2 separate regions of the Mus musculus genome follow, and region 2 is linked to region 1. A link is a contact called in public promoter capture Hi-C data. All regions are on one chromosome and are shown on one strand. The core of a region is the stretch at or near the end of the contact, and the rest is flanking DNA. Distances in the headings are between cores, read along the strand shown. Region 1 holds the start of Slc16a12 (solute carrier family 16 (monocarboxylic acid transporters), member 12). Region 2 holds the start of Pank1 (pantothenate kinase 1).

Region 1 (3,957 bases), core at 148-2,647:
ACCAAGCTTGATGCAAACCACATGAGGCTTTATTGGGGAAAGCCAGAACTCTGGGGACGACTCATATCCCACGCAGGGGTAGAGGAGTGGACCCCGAGGGGAAAGAGGTCCCAGTTTTTATAGGCCCTCAGGGGAGAAAGGAGAAGGGGGGGGGGAGTAGGGGATTTCCAGATCTAAACAATGTCTATTCTCAAGAAATGGGTATGGGAGGGGTACAAGGAAAGAGTCTGGTGCAGGTGTAGCAACTCAGGATTGGCCGGGCTGTGGTTGCTGGGGAGATTTTCTGACTCTTTCTCAGCAAGCAATATCACAAACACCTGGCAATGGGCTTCATCAGTGGGCACACACTTGGGTTCAATGAACAGTCAAAACATTGGCAGACACACAGGTTCAAGGAGTGGCCAGAGCATTGTGCACCTCTATTTTTCTAAATCAGTGAAGCTAGTTCTGCTAACACTGACATCTATCTTGCCAATTCCAGGGCTTCTGTGTCCTTTTACATTCTGTCAGGATCTTTCAGGACCACATGGTATCACATGTTCTTCAAACACACAACCTTCGTGCCCAACAACAACAAATCCAAAGTACAATATTGCCTACTATTGACCAGTGGGTTCCCGTTCCTCTCAATTTTTCCTGAAAGCTTAATTTCTTTTCTAACTTTGCCGTTCGTCATAATCAGCCAGGACTTTTGTTGAAAAGAAGACATTTAGAGGTTGGCATTTCTAACCAGTTCCTAGCTTGCGTCCGTCTGAAGGACCATTCTGAATTGCGATAACTTCTATGAGCTTGAGTCTGACCTCGTCAGTTCAGAGACTTTGCTTTTGCCTAAAAGGATACCTGAGGGGATGGCTAGCCTGGAACCTGCAGCACACAGTGCCTCCTGGAGGGCGGGGCAAACACCATTTACCCCCCCCCCCCCAGCCCCAAACACACACACTGTTAATGAGCCTGTTAATGAACCTGTTAATGAACCCATTTTCTCCTCTCAGCAAGAGAGAGAAGCAAATGTTCTTTTATTTTATAGAGAAACTGAGACTCAGAGTTAAGTTGACTGCCCAAAGTCATGGGGCTTTGTGGGGCGAGTTGAACTCAAGTCTTTAGGACTGACTGATCTGTGTAATGGTCTGACCAGGGTCCCGGTCCTTGCAAGATGCACGTGCAGGAGACTTTGTACAGCTTCTACTCTTTGACCATGCAGGGACATATCTTTTTGAGAACACCCAGCCTTCTTTAGTGTAGGTCCCAGCTACACAAGACTGTTACAGAGAGAGCCCTGCAGTCCCCAGTGAGCTGGCTCACGACTCGCGGGCCTAAGCATTACATAACCTGGAGGCGCCCCTCCTCCCCGCGCCCCTCACCCGTGGTCAAGCCCCCAGCGCAGAGCGGATCCGGGGACAAAGCCCGTCCGCCGGCAGGGCAGAGTCACCCTCGGGGCTGCGGTGACTGAGAGCTTTGCTTCTCCGGGGCGGGGCGGTGGGATCTCCCTAGTGACAGTGTCCGGCGGGCGCTGCCTGCGGGCCCCGGCCCCTACGGCGCCTCCGCCCTGTGCGCTCCTCCGCCCCTCAGCCGGGACCGGACTCCAGAGCCGTGGGAAGGGGCCGCCGCGAAGGGGACATGTGGGCTCGCCGTCGCCAGCGTTGCAGCTGTCCCCGCGAGGTGAGCACCCGTGGGTCCCGGGATGTGGGCGGGCGGAGACCGGACAGAGGACAGCGGAGCGCACGCCGGAATCGGCGCTGTCCCGGTGCGGAAAGCTTTGCTTCTGTCCTTAAGGTTTCCCAACTCCGTAGAAACAGGTGGCTAGGAATCGAGATAGGGCAGCAGAGCTGGACCTAGACCTCGGGAAGGACGCAGGCGCTCCATTCTACATCTATCCCGGAGCTCAGCTGTGTCTAGATCCTAAGTCTGGCCACTTGTTGGGTTTAGAATGGAAGCACGTGCCCACTTGTCCTGTGTTCTGGAGTGTCTGGCTGGGTTTCCAGGCAGGTGGCTGCAGAGAGTGGCTTTGATCTGTGTCCTGTGATTTCCAGATGCGCATTTCCCAGGCAAGACAGACCGCCTTTCCCCCTGGGTTGTCCGGTGTTCTTGCTTTTTAACCCTCTCCTACCCACCAACCGTTTATTATCCTTAGGTGATCTCTTTAGAGCACACCGGCCTTCCCGTTTGGAATGAATTAAACTTAATTTCTCCAGTCGCTCCTTACCCTAAAGCAGCCAGCCCTGTATGTTTGGTGCAAACTGGTGATTCAGTGTTCTGGGCCACTCGCTTGCATTTTGTCTGGCCGCTGTTCTTCCCAGCTTTGCTGAGAGCTATGTGGGCATTCCAGCGTCTCTGCTAAACCTAGCCCAGAAGGAAAAAAATCTTCGGGCTTGCCAAGTTCAGGAAGACCCTGTGGCTACGGGTATTTGAGCTCACTAGCTGTTGAAATCTGCAGCTGCTGGCTGTGTAATTTCTCCCCCCCACCCCCACCCCCACCCCCAAGTCACACTAAACTACAGCTAATGGTGTGCTAGCCACCCGTGATGCCTGGCTTATGACTGTAGAAAGTGTGAGCTTTGGATACTGAGAGACTGGACACAATCACGTATTACTTACAGGATCTTAGAATTGAAATGAGTTTTAGAGAATCTATTAGATTCAAACCCTTCAGTTGAATAGCTTGGGAAGCTCAGAGCCATGTCTGCAAGGTTTGTTAAAACTTATATCTTTAAGTGTAGTTGGGACCAATATTGAAATCCAGGCTTTCTCCCTGTCGTCCTGGTCAGTGTTTAGGGTATTTTGCCTCTATGCATTTTAACAACAACCCCGGCACCATATGACTAGACCGGCCCAAGCATATAATTTTCTCATCCTTGTAATTACTCATCTGCTTTTAACCTGAGAGAGTTCTGAACTAGATGAGAGGTCGATTCAGTCAAACTGCCTTTGTTGTGTAAGTGTTAAAAGTTAAGAACACTTTAAACCTGGGATGATGGTACATGGCTGTAATTCCAGCACATCAGAGACGGGAGGCAGAGGACTCTTGGGAGTTCAAGATCAGCCTGAGCTACATAGTGACTGTCAGGCTAGTGAAGGCTACATAGGAAGACTCTATCTCAAAAAAAAAAAAAAAAAAATGGAGGGAAGAAAGGATGACAGGAAGAAAAGAAGGCACACATGGAGAGAAAGCAGGAAGGAAGCGAAGAAGGAGCCTCATGTTTAGGCAATGTTTAAAATTCTTCCCATATGAAGATGAATATGTGGATACTTCCCAAATAAACTCCCAGGAAAAGCAAGGATAAGTTGGAATAAGGTTCCTCTAGTGGCTCTGGAGTCCAGATTCTGTGCTTCTTCTGGTGATAAATGGCTAGTAATGAAGACATGATCTGAGTGATTTGCAATGCTGAGCTGTTGCAAGAAGCGTGGTCCGGAGGTTCGTCATGAGTAACTCGGTGATCTGGAACAGAAGTCACGGCTTAGATTTTAAAACTGTAGGCTGATTTAGCTAATACCACTGCAGCATATTGCATGCTTCTTCAACTTAATTCGATGTAATAGGTATTTATTGAGTGCCCACTGTATGCTCAGTGCTGTTTTGAGAATTGGGTAGGTGTCAGTGAACAAAATGAAGGACTTTGGCTCTGAAGAGCTCAACTTGAAGTTCATTAATCGAAAACTTCCCTGGAATTCTGTTAGCCAGGTGGAAGAGAATTTCAGTTTTACGTTAAGCAGGGAAACAAATGTGAATGTTCTGTCTTCAGATCCGGTCAACTTGCTGAACTTATAATCATGGGAAACGAACAACTCTCACAGTTGCTTTGATGTTCATGAACTGACTTGGGCTACACCGTCATGTGCCTTATTGGTAAACCTGTCACCATGGTAATTTTTCTCTTTGAATTACAGACATTCCAGATTTAACATTCTCTCAGCTGCATTTTCTTCAAAAAGCACAGTTTGCAAGCTCAGGCATGTCTG
Region 2 (3,643 bases), core at 197-2,696, 130 kb before region 1:
CTAGACATCTCCAGCATCTCTCCAGCATTTTTTTTTTTTTTTTTTTGAGACAGGGTTTCATTACGTAACGAAAACTGACTTGAACTAAGTAGTTAAGGCAGGACTTCAATTTGAGGTCTTCCTCCTCAGGAGGTTTAGCCTCCCGAGTAGTTGGGATGCAGGGCTGTGTTACTAGGTAGGCTATGTGTATTTTGTAGCCAGAAGAAGGAGGTATAAAGGGTTATAGGAATAGGGAGAGATTATAAGCCTGAAGGAGCAAGTTGTACAGAACTGGACAAAAATCAGATGGGCTGAGGCTGGATTACCTAAGGCAATTTCTCAAATCATATAAGCCCAAGGAAGCAGGGAAACAGGGATTAAGTTCTAGTTTTGGTCTTAGTCTCAGTTATGTCTCTGTGCCTTGGTTTCCTGATTTGAAATGACAGGTGGATGAAACAGAGTGGCCTCATTGATTCTGAACCTGTTGATTTTGGGAAGGGCTCTGCCAGAAGAAATCCTCAAACCAAATGTAAACCCCGGGCACAGCTAATGCCAGTTTTGGACCCATGGAGGATTTAGTTCAAGGGGTGGGTAGGCTAATCACAGGTCACTTTTGCTAGGATTAAGGTAGAGGGAAGTTCAAGTTGTTGAAGCTGGCCTTTGGAGACTTCGGTTCTCACCTCTTTAATACAGATGTTTTCAGAGGGTCAAAGAGCTTAGTTTGAGCTTGGTGATGTGCAAATTCAGTGAGGGGCCTGGCCTCTGCCCGCTGTATTCATAGTCATTGGAAACAATAGCCTGCCGTTATGTTCTCTCTATTCCTTCGTAGGGACAGAATCCCATGATAAGAAGTGTCTGACTGTTATATCCCCAGCCTGACTTTAATGTCTACATTAGACTCTTGTGGGCATTTATTATGTGCAAAGGTTATATTAGGTACTTTTGTGACACACAAGAGTCCCCTTTGGACAGACACAAAAGCTAAGGCCTCAAGAAGTCCCCAATACCCAAATGTGTCCCGCTTGCTGGGCACTGCCTATAACAGGTGTGTTAAGTACTGACTTTGTCTTTTGCTCAGTGTCAGTGGGAATCGGAACTGGGAACTGGGGGCTAACTCTGAGGGCTATCATGGTGCTGGTTCCCCTTCTCATAACCAAGGCAACTTTTTATTTCATAAATAACAGAACAGGGCATTGTCCCCTGCCGGTCTTTTCTGGGTGAGGAATGCGCTTTTTATAGCTTGGGATCGGTTCTGTTTACTTGGTTTCTTCTAGCACCGGTTATTCCTGCCTAGTTTTGTCCTTCACTGTCCTTTCTCTCTCTTCCTAGGTTTCCTCTCTGCAAACGACAACTCGAGAACACATGCTGTTTGTGTGAGTGTGCCAACCAAGGAATTTCACTCCCCTCCTTCTCCAAGGCTGCCTACCTCTCTATAAATAATTGTTCTCTTCCCTCCCTTCAGACCTGGGAGTAGTTTGGTCACATTAACGCACGCGCGCCTGCTCACACACTTTCGTGGGGCGGGGATGTAGCATGGGTGACCTTGTGAAGGTACTAGCCCACTGGGGATAGGATTAGCAAACCTGAAACCTCTGCAAATATCTGGCTTCCTCCGGCATTCCTCCCGAGGCTTCTGGCTGTCTCGTGCCTACCTCACCCAGTACCCTTTAGGCTCGCTCCGCCACACAAAGCCCCATCCGCCTATCTCCTCTTCGCAAACCCCGAGAACTTCATTCCGCACGTTGAAACTCGTCGGTGGCGGTGGCGGGTAGGACTGGGCATGCTCAGTGGCGGGGACAGGTCTGGGAGGCGAGGAAGCCGCATTTGAAGTGGCTCGGCCTTGGGATGAGGGGGAGGCGGGCTCCCCGGCCGGGGTCCACCGAGGTTCCCGCAGCTGCGCGCGATGCCGACACGCTGCGGGCGAGAGCAGCAAGCCCGGTGCGCGGGGCCCAGCTCGCCGAAGACGTGGGGACGCCGACGGGAGGAGGGGAGGAGCGCCGGGGCCACCAGCTCCCGACCGCGGCGCCGAGGCTGCGGGAGAGCAAGCCCCAGGGTGGATCGGAAGATCGGGGAACGGCCGACCGTGACCTCCAGCGAGGCTGCCAGAGCCGGAGCCCGCGCACCGCTCCGCCGGTCCCGGGCATGGGCGACCGCGGCGCGCAACACGAGCGCGCGGCCCTGCAGTCCCCGGGGGCCCCCGAGGGCGCCGCGGCCGCCGTGAACGGGCTGCTGCACAACGGCTTCCACCCGTCGGCCGCCAGCAGCCGCGACCCGCCGGCCCCACGCTTCCAGCTCCCGTCCGAGCTGCAGCCGCAGCCGCTGTTCGCCCAGCATGATTCTCCGGCCAAGAAATGCCGGCTGCGGAGGAGGATGGACTCCGGGAGGAAGAACAGGCCGCGTAAGTCCTGCCGGCAGGGAAGCGCCGGTGCCCGCGGTCGAGGGGGGCGACAGAGTGCCGCTCTGGACTGCGTCCTCCCTAGAGGCGTCGGGCGTCCAAGGTGGCGGCCCGCGGTGGCGCCTGTCTAGTCCGATCCGCCTACTGGGTCGGTCAGACACTAGCTGGAGCTGCTCCCTCGGTCACCGTAGCGGCTGGGAGAACGCACTGCCCGCTGTTATTGGTGGCCGTGGGGCAAACAACCCGACTGATCTTGGGTCTGGGACTAGGAGGAGGGCGGGCTGGCACAGCCCGGGGCTCACTGCTCCCTTCTCCGAGCACATCTTTTGGGGCGTGCATCTCAGGCTACCAGTTTGCCCTTTGAATCGCAGAGTAACCGCCAGTATCTAGGGCCCATTGGCAAGCTTAAGGAGGCGTGGAGTTTGACAATCCCCCAAATCACAGCCTATTAAACAGTGTTTCCACACAGCCAGTGAGACGGCTGGTGTAGAGGGAAACACCCACTGACACCATGTGGGCCGGAACGGTGTGGACCAATGAGGATTGCAGGTGGATTCCCCCCCTCCCCTTGGAGTGGGTCGAGTTGAGTGTTTGTAATTGTACAACTCCAAAAAGTGCGTTGTTTCACAACCTGAGACTTGTATATATAATGGTAGACTGTAAAGGGTACCTTCCCCACCTGACATTCTGGGATGTCAGTTTGTAGGTAGAGATTACGAGTTGTTTTGTTTTGTTTTGTTTTGTTGTTGTTGTTTTTTTTCCTTATCTGAGCCTAACTCCATTCAACTGGTTACCTCTTTGTGGGTGTCTTTAATGAAGCTTGTAAATGGCAGAAAGCAAAGTAAGTAGAGTCCACGGTAGTGAGCGATCGGATTCAAACGGGTACCTGTTGCATATCAATTAACTGTTCTGGGTTGGGAAATGATTAAATTGGGCTTCAATTTCTGTAAAAGGTTGATGTTTGGAAAACAGCATAACTCCTTCGCCTGTCTTTGCTTATAATTTTTATCTTTCTGTTCATAGTTTTCATAGCCTTTCTGCAATGCATTCGTTTCTAAAACGTTGGGAACCGCTTTAACACGTCTGGGTGAATCCAGTGCTTACATTTTGCAATGTTAATGTTGTGTGGAGTTTGGGAATTGCCCAGCAGATTTGATTTGGCCATGGCTGTTAGACGGTTATTAAGCATCTGCGTTTTTTGTTTGTTTGTTTGTTTTTGTTTTACATACTTTTTATAGTTTCTAGGAAAATTATTTTATGAACTTGAGA

What was found. Promoter capture Hi-C pulls out the DNA fragments that hold promoters and counts their contacts.
Region 2: a contact with region 1 is called in a promoter capture Hi-C map of liver. A contact is called at or near these places in 1 of 39 promoter capture datasets (liver), 1 of 484 Hi-C or Micro-C datasets (liver), 3 of 130 datasets of targeted methods (the NIH/3T3 cell line, bone marrow-derived macrophages and embryonic stem cells) and 3 of 9 other capture datasets (adipose tissue, liver and pancreatic islet).

What each region holds. Positions count from the first base shown.
Region 1 is chr19:34,744,768-34,748,724 of GRCm38.p6, reverse strand. It overlaps Slc16a12 (solute carrier family 16 (monocarboxylic acid transporters), member 12), which reads left to right and starts at 1,397. Exons shown (of 7, transcript NM_172838.4): 1 at 1,397-1,659.
Region 2 is chr19:34,877,258-34,880,900 of GRCm38.p6, reverse strand. It overlaps Pank1 (pantothenate kinase 1), which reads left to right and starts at 1,446. Exons shown (of 7, transcript NM_001114339.2): 1 at 1,446-2,377. The coding sequence starts at 1,825.